Regions from separate parts of the Mus musculus genome. Here region 2 is linked to region 1. A link is a contact called in public ChIA-PET data. All regions are on one chromosome and are shown on one strand. The core of a region is the stretch at or near the end of the contact, and the rest is flanking DNA. Distances in the headings are between cores, read along the strand shown. Region 1 overlaps Gm29906 (a long non-coding RNA gene). Region 2 has its middle 88 kb from the start of Gm29906.

Region 1 (6,100 bases), core at 1,592-4,091:
TTTTTTAAATAATTTATTTATGTATTTGTTAAGTGTGTGCATGCAGGTTGTATGCACAAGTGCATGCACACATGCATCCAGCAGAGAGCTTACAGGATTCAGTTTTTTTTTCTCCACTATATGGGCCCTGAGTATTGAACTCAGGTTGTCGGACTTGGTGGTAGTCCTTGATGGATGTTGTTCAAGACATATTAGCATTATGCCTAAGTGCCATATACTTTCTGTTGTTATTATGAATAAGAACTTATATTTCTGTTCCACTTTTATCCATGTGTATCTTTATACATGTGACCACAAAATTTTGCATAGTGGCCTTATTGAGTGTTATGAAAGGGATTGATTGTCATGAGATTTTCTAGTTTGATATTTTTGAGTATTTTCAATTTCTAAATTTTCTTTGTCTGTATGTTATATATGTGTATAACATATATGTATGTTTTTGCTGATATGTGCACATGTGCATGTGGCTCTGATTGTATGCCCATGTTTATGGGGAGGCCAGAGGTTAACATCATCTGCCTTTGGTTGCTCTCCACCCTGGTTTTTGGGTCAGGAGCTCTTATTGAACTCATCAGTTGGCCATGCTGGCTAACAAGCTCCAAGTATTCCCTCTCCCCACACTTTGAGTCCAGCTGAGGGTCACTGTGTCTGTCTTTTATGTGAGTAATGGTGATCTCAACTCAAGCCGTTCTGCTTATGCTGCAGGCTTTTTACCACTAAGGAATGTCCCATCCCCTTGACTTTTCTGTTAATAATCTTATGATTGGCATACCATAGCAATTGTGCCTTAATTTTTGTAGAACTAATATATAAGGTCTTTTCATCATTTTCATCATGACTAGGAATATCAACAATATGTGGAGTCGCATGAATAATGAAACACAACAGTATCTTTCTATGTATAGATAGTGGCAAGGTCAGTATGAATTCAAGTCAATAAACTCTTTCAGTTGCTCTGTTATGCCGAAACCAGTTGTTTACCTTGCACTTCTTAAAAATAATTTTAAAACAATGTTTTAAGACTATAAGATAATTACATCATTTTTCTTCCTTCTCTTCTCTTCTCTTCTCTTCTCTTCTCTTCTCTTCTCTTCTCTTCTCTTCTCTTCTCTTCTCTTCTCTTCTCTCTCTCTCTCTCTCTCTCTCTCTCCCCAGCCACTCTTATGTAACCCTCTCTTGCTCGTTATCAAATTCACAGCCCCTTCCCTTTACCTTTTTCAGGAGTGTGTGTGTGTGTGTGTGTGTGTGTGTCTATTTTTTGCTAAATATATAAATAGTAAATACAACCAAATACAACTGCTCAGCCTGTATAATGCTGATACATGCACGCGTGTGTGCACACACACACACACACACACACACACACAAACATACACACACATCTTTAGAACTGACCATTTGGTATTGGATACTCAATTAATGTGCTCTTGCCTGGAGGTGACTGTTCCCTCCACTCCTGGCATTCCTTAGTTGCTTGTACTTCATCATCTGTGGTGAGGCTTCATGGGTTTTACCCCTTTCCCATTAGCGTGTCTATTGATGATGTCTCTGTACAGGTCATGGCATCCATATTGATGGGTGTAGTTTCTCAGACATTTCTAGGAGGTACAGTCTCATAGCAAACTTCTTGCTCTGACTCATAGAATCTTTCTGCCCTGTTTTCCAGAATGATCCCTGAGCCATAAATATAAGAGTTGTATTGTATATCAGCACATTTATCCATTGGGTTTTACAACCATGGCCTTTGGTTGGCTGTGGCTTTCTGTAATGCTCTCTGTCTGTTCTTGCACTCTCTTTGTATTTCTATTTGATTTTGTAATGCTAAGCATTTGGAAAAATACTGGTTCACTGAATTATACAGATCTTTCAAGTGAAGAAATTTTCATTACAAAGTGCCAAAAATCACATTTATTAATATAACCATGATCTTCTTAGAACACTTTTAAAATATTGCAGTGCTTTCAAGCTCACAGTGATGAATACCAATTTTACAAAATTCTAATTTTCTAATTTTCACTTGAAAGCTTGGATTTCATCACTGGCAACAGATATTGTTAGTTGTCAGTTGTTTTCCTTGACTTGTCAGACTTACTACATTTATTGTTCAGAAAAATATACACCAAAACCCCAAACTTTGAAAACCAGAGTTTGTCTGGTATTCATTCTTTCACTTATAAATGATTTGTCATGGGGAGCATAGTAGTTCATGTCATGATCTAAACACCTGAACAATGGCTTTTCTTTCACACAACTCAAAGGCTCCAATATGCGCAGAAAGTGTTTTGTCCTGTCTACCATTTTGTCACACTACTAAAGGACATATACTCAAAGTTTGAGGTTGAATGGAATTAATGATACCATATCACAAAAACCATTTGTAAGCAAAACTTGTTGAGACCAGCTAGGTGGAGTGTGTGTAGATTTTTTTCCCTGAGGGTATATACAACTACAGCAAAATTCTACACAGAATTCTACACAGAATGATGCCATGCAAACCTTTGCACTAAGATACTAGCCCCCAAATAGGTAATTTAGCAGCAAGAAGTAGCATCCCCAGGATGGTTCCATCACTCCTCAGAGTGATGAGATGCCCTTTCTTAGCACATAAAGCAGGTCACAATTGTAAATGTCCAGAGCTTGCTATTTCCACTCTTGAGAGGGGCTGGGCATCCCATACAATTGCAGAAGTCAAGAAGGATAAGCTCTATCTCCCAGCGTCTGTGGAGGCATGGCAACCTTGTTTTGATTCCTTATCAGCCAGCTTCCACCTTTCATCCCGCCACCAACGCTCCTTTGTGAAGTGTCTTTTCTCAGACTTGTCTGAGTGCCCATGCTTATCTCTCTTTCTCCTTTGACACTGCACTTCACCTCTGTCCCATATGGAATGACAGAGCTGGGTTCTGTCCCTGTAGTTACTAGATAAAACCTGTTATCACCAGTTTAAAGGGTGTGCCTCTGTGTTTACATCTGACATGGTGTGAGGAAGTCACTGATCCCTGCTGCAATTTCCATTCATCACTGTTTTTATGATCCTACTTTCTGTGAATGTCAATGCCATGAAAATGGCAGGTAATAGCCTAGTGTTATAATTTTGACCTAGTGTATGGTCTTTAAGCTTATTCAAAGTTTCATTATTATTATTTTGTATGTTTCATAAGATATTGGGTGAATTTGATGGATTTTATTACAAAATTTTAATCTACTTACATTTGTTTTTATTATTGATTTATGTAAATTCAATCAAAATCATTGAACAGATTATTTTCTTAAATTCTCTCCATTCCTCGTTATGATTTTTGTCAGACAGACTTTTCTAGCTTTTTTCCCTTGCTTACTAGAATAGAAGTTAGACTTTAATGTCTGTTTGTATTCAATAGTTTCTCTGAAGAAGTTTAATATGCTCTTTTAATCATCCTTATTAATATATCATACCTTGTGCTTTATGTTTTCTTGCTTTATTTCTTTGTGCTTTGCTATGGGAGAATATATATCTTTTCTAAAATTAATTTTGACTCTGGCTATATGGAGTAGATCATTTATGTATTTTTATTATATTTTAGTACCTAACTTTAATTTCTACACTCCCAAATGTCTTCTTTTCCTATTTCTATTCATATGTGGCTGCTTTGTTTTTATATTTTTTAATGTTACAGATATTATTTGTTGCTCTGACGATATGGAACATTTCTATTTTAAATTCATTTTTCCCCACATTTCAATGATTGCCCTTTCTTTTCTTAGCTTGGCCATTTTTAATATGCTAGAAATTTCAGTTTGCAAGCTCACCTTGAGCAACAGTTCCCTAGTGTGACTTTGTGTCCATTCTTTCCTGCCTGTGATTTTGTGAGCATGATTTATCCTATCTAGATAGAGTCGGCTTTTACATTGTGGCTATGCGCACTTGTCCTGTGGTGACACTGGAGAAAGGACAGCCCTAGAAAAAAACCTTTCACCAGCTAATCTCTGGGGAAATTTTACCGTGGGTGCACACATGAATGAATATATTCTGAGCATTTCTGGGTTTAGATTGATTGAGAGTTTGATGAATCCACTTATATCTGTTTAGTTTTTTGGTTTTTAAAAATACTTTATTTCTAGACATTGGATGCTTTCTATATGGTTTAGGTTCGCCTTTAACCATTTAAAAATATCAAACCCAGCAGCACTCACTGTATGTGAATGTCAGAGATGGCTACGTGCTAATTCAAGGTGTCATCTTGACTGGGAGCCTTTAGAGTATTTAAGAATTTCTACTAGAAAAGAGGCCACCACTCATAATAACACGGAAGGCAGAAGTGGGGAATTACTTAATTAGAATCTTTATAGCAGATACTATTATGCCTACTGAATTCTGCGTAGCAATCTCTGCATTGTCTTATATGTAACTAGCTCTCACTATCCATTAAACTCTTGCATTTACAGGTTCCACATCTGTTCTTTAGAATGTTCCGTAGTGGTCTCTAGTTGTCTCTGATTTGTTGCTGTCTCATGCTTGCTTCTCATAAACACATCTCAATGTCATTGTGGTTACTATATATCATTAAGGTGGCCTTTATTGTAGATCATCCAGTACACACAGTTGATTTTTGTATATATGTAAAGTACATGTGATGAAATAAGACCTATGGCTTAATATAAAATTGAAAGCAGCAAACATATGGATTGGATATAGAAAGGGAATGGATAATTTTAGTAGGTTATGATTTTAAAGACCAATAATCATTGTAAAATATTCTGAAACAGTGAATTCAAGGCTATGTAGAGGACTCTGGAACTGTTTCTTTTTAGTATTCGATGTTCGTACTATGGTTCAGCACAGTGGAACACACCTGTGATCTCAGCCTTTGGGAGACAGAGACTACTGCATTGTAAGTTCACACTCAGCCTGTTTTACAAAGCAAGTTCCAGGTCCATCCAGGACTACATAGTAAGACTCTTGTCTTAAAAAAAAAAAAAAAGACCTGTAAATATTTACTACCTTGAAATATTTTGACTTGGTCCGGGATGATGCCTGTGTTATATGATTTGAGAAAAATAATAGGAAGCTATTGCCATCCTTAAGTACCTCCCTTAGTGACTATCACACTGTCTGCTATGCATATGAAAGAATCATTAATTTGTAGTCAGTTCAGATTGAGTATTTATAATATAAATATCCTGAATGCAGAATTCTCCAAAATACAAACTGTTTATTATTAACACATAACCCCAACTGGAAAATTCCATACATATTTAATTTCAATTCAAGCATAGATTGTAGTCAAAATATAAGCTCTCTAATACCCTTGTGTAAAATTATAGTACCTTCAGGATGCATGTATCAGCTGTGTATGAAACAAGAGTTCTATGTTTAGACTTGGGCCTCATCCATAAGTGATCTTCATATGTACACAAACTATGGTAGTTTGAATGAAAATGGCATAAACAGGCCACAGTGAGCAGCACTCTAGAGCTGTGGCCTTGTTCAAGTCAGTGTGGCCTTATTGAAGGAAGTGATCAATGGAGCCAGCTTTGAGGTCTCAGATGCCCAAGCCATGCTCAGTGTGGCAGTTTCTCCTGCTGCCTGAAGAGCAAGATGCAGAACCCTTAGCTCCTTCTCCAGCACCATGTCTGCCTGTGTGCTGATGTGCTTCACACAGTGATGATAATGAACTAAACCTCTGAAGCTGTAAGCCAGTCCCAAGTAAATACTTTCCTTTATAAGATTTACCTTGGTCACGGTGTCTCTTCACAGTAGCAAAGCCCTAACCAAGATGTTCGACTTGTGGCCCCAGGGAGTAGGGAGGTCTGGTGGTGTCGGTAGGGACATCCTCTTGGAGATGGGAAGAAGTGTGGTATGTGGAACAGTTGGAAGAGTGGACTGGGAGTGAGATAAAGTTTGGACTGTAAAATAGGATTAATGAATAAAGACAGACAGAGAGACAGACAGACAGACAGAAGCAGTCTAGCACCCCCCAAAAAAATCTAGAGGGAAAAACAAACCTCAATTCTTAATGCTTCTAACCTTGAGCACTTAGATAACTGATACTCAGCTGGCACTGGCCTTTCTCTGATAAGAACCTTAATATCTAATTCATCTCTACTGTGCTGGAGCTGAGTA
Region 2 (6,100 bases), core at 2,303-4,802, 100 kb before region 1:
CAGGGATCATAGCATCCTTTAAGAATGGCCATAATTACAGTGACTATTGGGTGTGTATTCCATGCAAAAGACATGAACAGAGAGTTATAATTGGGATAAAGTTCTGACAAGTTATTGTTCTTCAAATAAACTTTAAAGTAGAAAAGTTGGAAATAACACAGTGAAGTCTCTATAAAGTAGATACATACATGAAAATGAAGACTAAACCCTCTTGTCCAAAATATTTATGATCAGGATATCAACAATAGAGATGCAGAAAGTATGCATAACTTGGATAGTGTGTGTGTGTGTGTGTGTGTGTGTGTGTGTAACCCCAAATTTTATAATTCTGGTACAATTGTTTAAGAAAGTGGTTGCTACTTGGAAGGTTGTAAGGAAGTAAGTGTGAACTTGGTCAACCACAAAATCTTAGTGTTCATTTCTAAAGGTTTCCCTTTTAATCCCCCACTGTACAATCCAAGGCAAGCTGCATTAATGGGGTAGTACAAACAGCTTCCATTTTACCCGCAGGCTGAATAGAAGAGTCAGTGTCCTGCAGACTGCACACTTTGTTTTTCTGACAAAGATCTTCCTGTCTTAGAACATTCTGAAGATGCAGAGTTCTGAGAAAAAAGTTTCCAACAAAATCAAAATGTTGGAAGGAGCTGTCCACTGAAAGAGGTGAGGGGGTAAGTCTGCCTGGAACTACCTAAGCACACGCCATTAAATGTAACTGGGGTCTCTGGGTGACCACTGCTTCCTTCCTAAGGAAGAAAGCCCTTTCAAGTTTATACAACTCTTCCTCAAATCAGAAGTTTAGTCTCTTATACTATGACATGCCTGGAAGAAAAAAATTAATTTTTAAAAATGTTTTCAAATGCTGAAAATATGAGAAGACAGTGGGAAGCTAATGGCTAAGTATGTAGAGATTTTATATATATATAGAGATTTTTATATACATATATATATATATGTTATATATAATATATATTATATATATTTGATGTGTATATTAGATTACTAGATTCTAGATGATAACTCATTGAAAAGTGTGTGGTGTATGTGTGTATATACACATAAGCTGCTTCATATGGATCAACAATAGCAGGAAAACATTATTAATAGAAATAATAGTGCTACTGAATATTTTGTGCTTGAATTTTGTAAGCATTTCACAAATCTACTGTTTAGTTTAATCTCACAGTAAACACATGAGATCAGGTTTAAAGGATAAAGTAACTTGCCCATATTGTCTGACTTGAGCTCAGTGGTAGAACAAAAATTTGACTTTATGGCTTCTGATGGAGTAAACCCAGTAGCCCTGAGCTAATCACAGAAATGGAGAGCATGAGCCTATGATAACAAGGTAGTAAGAAATCCAACAGTTGTAACAAAAAGAATGAGAATAGAAAAATGACAAGGTCAGATAATAGAGATAGTCTGAATTAGAATTTCAAATATATCAGGTGTCTTAGTTACTATTCTATTGCTGTGAAAAGATACCATGACCAAGGCAACTCTTATAAAAGAAAGCACTTAATTGGCTTTCTTTCACTTTTATAGATTTAATTCATTATCATCATGACAGGGAGCATGTTGGCATGGTGCTGGAAAAATCGCTGAGAGCTCATATCTGATTTGATGCTCTGATGCAACAGTGAGGGAGAGAGAGAGAGAGAAAGAGAGAGAGGTGGGGAAGAGAGAAAGAGAGACTAGGACTAGTAGGGACTAGGACTAGAATGGGCTTTTGAAACCTTTAAAGCCCACCCCCCAGTGACATAGTCCCAACAAGGTCACACCTCTTAATTCTTCCTAAACAGCCCCACCAGCTGGGACAAACCATTTAATATATATGAGCCTATGGGGGCCAGTCTTATTCAAACCACCACACTGGGACATAGCATGAAACAAAATGGAGATAGAATTTTGTAAGGATGCTGCAGACCTTATCAAGGGACCCCCGCCCCAAGATCTGAAAGCATGGAAATAGTAACACAGATTAATAGAAAGTGAAAAAACTACATGTAGATATGATGAAGCACATTTCAAAATCCATCATTTGGAGGGGGACATTTAGATAAAAATTAATGTAATACTAAACCAGTCGGCGCTTTAAGAAAGCTAAGAAACGTACAACCAGCATGGCTGGGCTATCCTTCCAGTTGAATATAAACTTTCAAAAGGTAGTCATGCAGGGCCTGTGAGTGCGAGTGCGCGTGCGCGTGAGCGTGTGCCTGTGCCTCTGAGGAAGTAAAAGTCAGTGGAAGGATCCTGGGCTGTGGCACTACTCAGAATTAGGCTCAGTTTAAGGCACTTCATCTGTCATTGTGACATAATGCAAACTGACTTAATTTTCCAGAATCTGATAAGGAAAATAGGAACAAATTAGCACATGGTATTATAATAACTAATGAAAATGGCGTGCAAGACCACAGAGCGTACCCACTAAACATTAGTTCTCTGATGAATCTTCTCTCATTCTGAAAGTGACTATTTTAAATTGTTGAACTATGTGGATTTGCTTCATTTTTCTTTGTCCACTCAGTATGGAAAAGGAGATATGTTCTTCTTTTGTACCAATCGTTAAGCAATTAGGAAAATACTGGATATCAAGATAGTGAAAACATGGAAGAAATCTTGGCAAAAGATGAAAGTGAACATGGGTGTCTTGTCTTACATAAGATCTACCTCTTACTGTAAGTTAGTAAACCTTCTTTTCTAGCTTTTGTTTGTCCTTCTTGTCCCAAACTTACTAGCAGTACCAGGTATGCTCCCGAGTAACCACGGGTTCAGAGAAGAAATCAAAACAAATTGAATGGTAATGGCATTAATAAAAATGAAAACTCTAATGCACTGAACATAGAGAATACTAATAAATCAAGTGCCAAGAGGCTGGGACTATGATCTCCTATGTGTAAGGAAAGACAATGGTTCAGTATATTAGCCATGCACCTTTGCAAAACAGGGAGGAAAAAGAGCCAAACAGCCTAATACAAGCAGCAAAACAACACAACAACAATGATAAAAAATGGTGGCTCTAAGTGGCAGAGAAAGTGAAACAATGAATAAGAAACACATCGAAAAGAAACAAAATAGGCAACTTTAGCTTTGACTGACTAGGAAAAAGAGAAGAATACTATTAAAATTAGGAATGAGCACAAAAACATTACTGAAGATACAAAAAAAAAAAGAGATGAGATGAGGAGCCGTGTGAACAGATACCGACAGAAGTTGCCTAACATACGTGAAATGCACAAATTCCTAGAATGACAGAAACAGGAAAAACCATTTAAAAAGGAAGTTTAAGGTCTGAGTAGAGTCAGATAGTGGCTCACACCTTTAATCGAAGCACTTGAGAGTCAGTGGCTTGTGGATCTCTTATCAGTTCAAGGCTGGTAAAGTATGGAAACCTAGCTCAATAATTAGGTCAATTAGTAATAAAATCAAGGTGTGATCTGGGGCACCTACTAGTCATAATCAAGACGAAGAAAGAGATCGATTTGAAAGTCCAGGAATAGACTGTTAGATAACAGAGTGCTGAAACAACAAGCTATCCACATGCAAAGGATGGAGACAGCTGCAGCCACAGGCTTCTGTCCCAGCATGGAGGATGTAGCGTCAGAGGCCAGCCTGTGCTGTATGGTGACCTCCCTGACACTTCCTAACTGTTTTATTATTATATTATTTTATATATTTATATATTTATATATATTATATATATTTATATATATTTTATATATATTTATATTTTATAATTATATTACAAATAATTATTATTATTTGTCTCAAACAAACAAACAAAGAAACAAACAAAATGAAGTAGCATGCCTCCCTTAACCCGAACACAAAAGTTAACTCAACACAGATCGGAGTTAACTGTAAGAGCCCAACCTATACAATCCTTATAGAGGTTTAGAAGAGTCACTTCCTGTGACCTTTGGATAAGCAGCTGTTTCATAGATATGATACCAAATCCATAAAGGGTAGAAAAACGGGAATCAGATGAATCAGACATCATCAAAATCAAAGGTTTTACTTTAGAGAATGCTACTAAAAAAAAAAAAAAAAGGATGGAAAAACAGCTCAAACAGGAAAAAAAAGCTGAATTGTATCTGTTAGAGAGCTTGTCTCTATGACAGTTAAAGAACTAGTACAACACCACAATAAAGAGACAAATAACCCAAATAAAAATGTGTAAAGGCAATGAATAGATGTTTCTCCACAGAAGAGAAATGAGTGGCCTGTAAGTATATGGATGTTGTTTGATATCATTAGTTATTATGGAAACACAAAAGCATAACAAAATGCCACTTCAGACCTATAAAGATGCCCAGAATGCAAAAGTGATGGTAATAGCTGTGAAGGCTGCAGAGAAGTGGGAACCCTCATCCACTGTTGCTGACAATGAAAAATACTACAACCATGGGGAGAAACAGCCTGGCTGTTCCCACAATGACTAAGTGTAATATTACCATACACTCGTCCAACTCTTGGGTATAAATCCAAGAGAAATGATAGCATGTGTCTACACAAAAGCTTTGCATAAATATTTATAGTGGCATTATTAATAATAGCCAAAACAAAACATAATAATCCATGCTCTGGAAACCATTCAGCCATAGAGTGAAGTCCATGATATAGAAGAAACTTGAAAGTATTGTGTTAAGTGAAAGAAGCCATTTGTCTAGACTAGTCATAGCAGGACACAGAGGAGCTGGGTTGCAGAGGGCTGAGTTGGGACTGCTAGTTAATGGATAGTAAGAGTTTTAGGAGGTAAAAGGTTTTGAAGCTAAATGACTGTGATGGTGTGGATGACTAAAACTCACCAAGTTGTTCACCTTAAAAAGTCAAACTTCCAGCAGGTAAATTGTGTTTTTAAAGTGTATCATTTTTAAAAAGTAGGGATTATGGCAATAATGATGTAGTTCAAAGAACAGAATATTTCAAGGCTCTATTTATATATTTCTATTTATTAAAGGAGCTCAACTTTCTTTGTGCCAACCATTGATTACATATTAGTCACACCACTGTGAAAGTAAAAATTTTCAAGTGCCTCCCTGACGTTGAGTTAGCCTTACTCATTTCCTGCTTGTGAAGTGGGCTGGTACTCTGATGGCTAAAGCAACAGACAAAAGGATAGACTTTCTGCAGAGCAGACTTTGGCCACCTATGACTGGGGAAGCAGAAACTGAAAATTAATCTGGACCCAGACATAGCTGCTAAGTGACAGTAATGACTCACATTTAAGACCAGACTTCCTGTGACTGGTTCCCAGAGAATGCCTTGATCCAGGTCATTAATACCACAGGCCACAGGTATTCATCCTTTGTTCTGTATACATTTTTGTTGTGTATTGAGCCAGAATCTCTAGCTCAATAGCTAGTTCTTACTACTGCTAGATTTCTCTTAAAGTCACAAAATAAACATAGTTATCTTCAGGTGGTGAGTCCCTTTTCTCTTTTTCTACTGATTAAATATTTTTAGTTCTTTCATAAGTTTGCTTAAGCCTTTAAAAATTGTGTTAAAATGCATATAACCTAAAATTATTATTTTTTAATTTTAGCCATTCATAGTATTAAGTACATTCATATCTTTATACAAACAATCTGCACTTCTTCATCTCGCAGAAGGGAATCTCCATAGCAATTAAACAACTTCCCACTTCCTCTTTTCTCAGCCTCTGGCCAAAAGCACCCTACTTTCTACCTCCAAGACTCTCATAGAAATGGAATCACAGTTTGTCTTTCTGTGACTGGTCTATTTCACTTAGTATGGATCCTTCCCTCCAACACACACACACACACACACACACACACACACACACACACACACACACACACACACACACACTTCCTGCTTCACAGATACTCTTTTCTGATTGCAGTTAGTTCACACCGCACTGAAGAAGAGGAGGTCCAAACCCATTCATTAATCTAAGCACCTCTGGGAGGCAGGGAATTCCCTTGAGGATGTTACATTTCTAATGAAGATTATTTTAGAGTCCCTTGATTGCATCCTGCCCCTATTGGTTCACTCAGAGCTTCACCATCAAGCAAAGTGGCTGAGTCCTGAGACACTCCCTCTCCCCATAGCTCCTGCCTCCCTTCTCAGGCAGCACTGT

The links. ChIA-PET counts read pairs in DNA pulled down with a chosen protein or histone mark.
Region 2: an SMC1A ChIA-PET map of the G1E-ER4 cell line shows a contact between it and region 1, with 9 read pairs. The contact joins two enhancer-like sites. A contact is called at or near these places in 1 of 15 datasets of contacts at CTCF or cohesin (the G1E-ER4 cell line) and 5 of 484 Hi-C or Micro-C datasets (the C2C12 cell line, the G1E-ER4 cell line, muscle stem cells and 2 more).

The regions. Positions count from the first base shown.
Region 1 is chr1:70,899,227-70,905,326 of GRCm38.p6, reverse strand. The region is part of intron 1 of Gm29906 (a long non-coding RNA gene); the gene reads left to right. Among named protein-coding and RNA genes, the nearest start is that of Gm29906, 16 kb to the left of the region's middle. Within about 2 kb of position 2,841, at least 13 of the 459 cell types and tissues checked have an H3K27ac peak or open chromatin away from gene starts, as enhancers often do. A contact at or near this core is called in the G1E-ER4 cell line, where this site is marked.
Region 2 is chr1:71,003,478-71,009,577 of GRCm38.p6, reverse strand. No RefSeq gene overlaps it. Among named protein-coding and RNA genes, the nearest start is that of Gm29906, 88 kb to the right of the region's middle. Within about 2 kb of position 3,552, at least 6 of the 459 cell types and tissues checked have an H3K27ac peak or open chromatin away from gene starts, as enhancers often do. A contact at or near this core is called in the G1E-ER4 cell line, where this site is marked.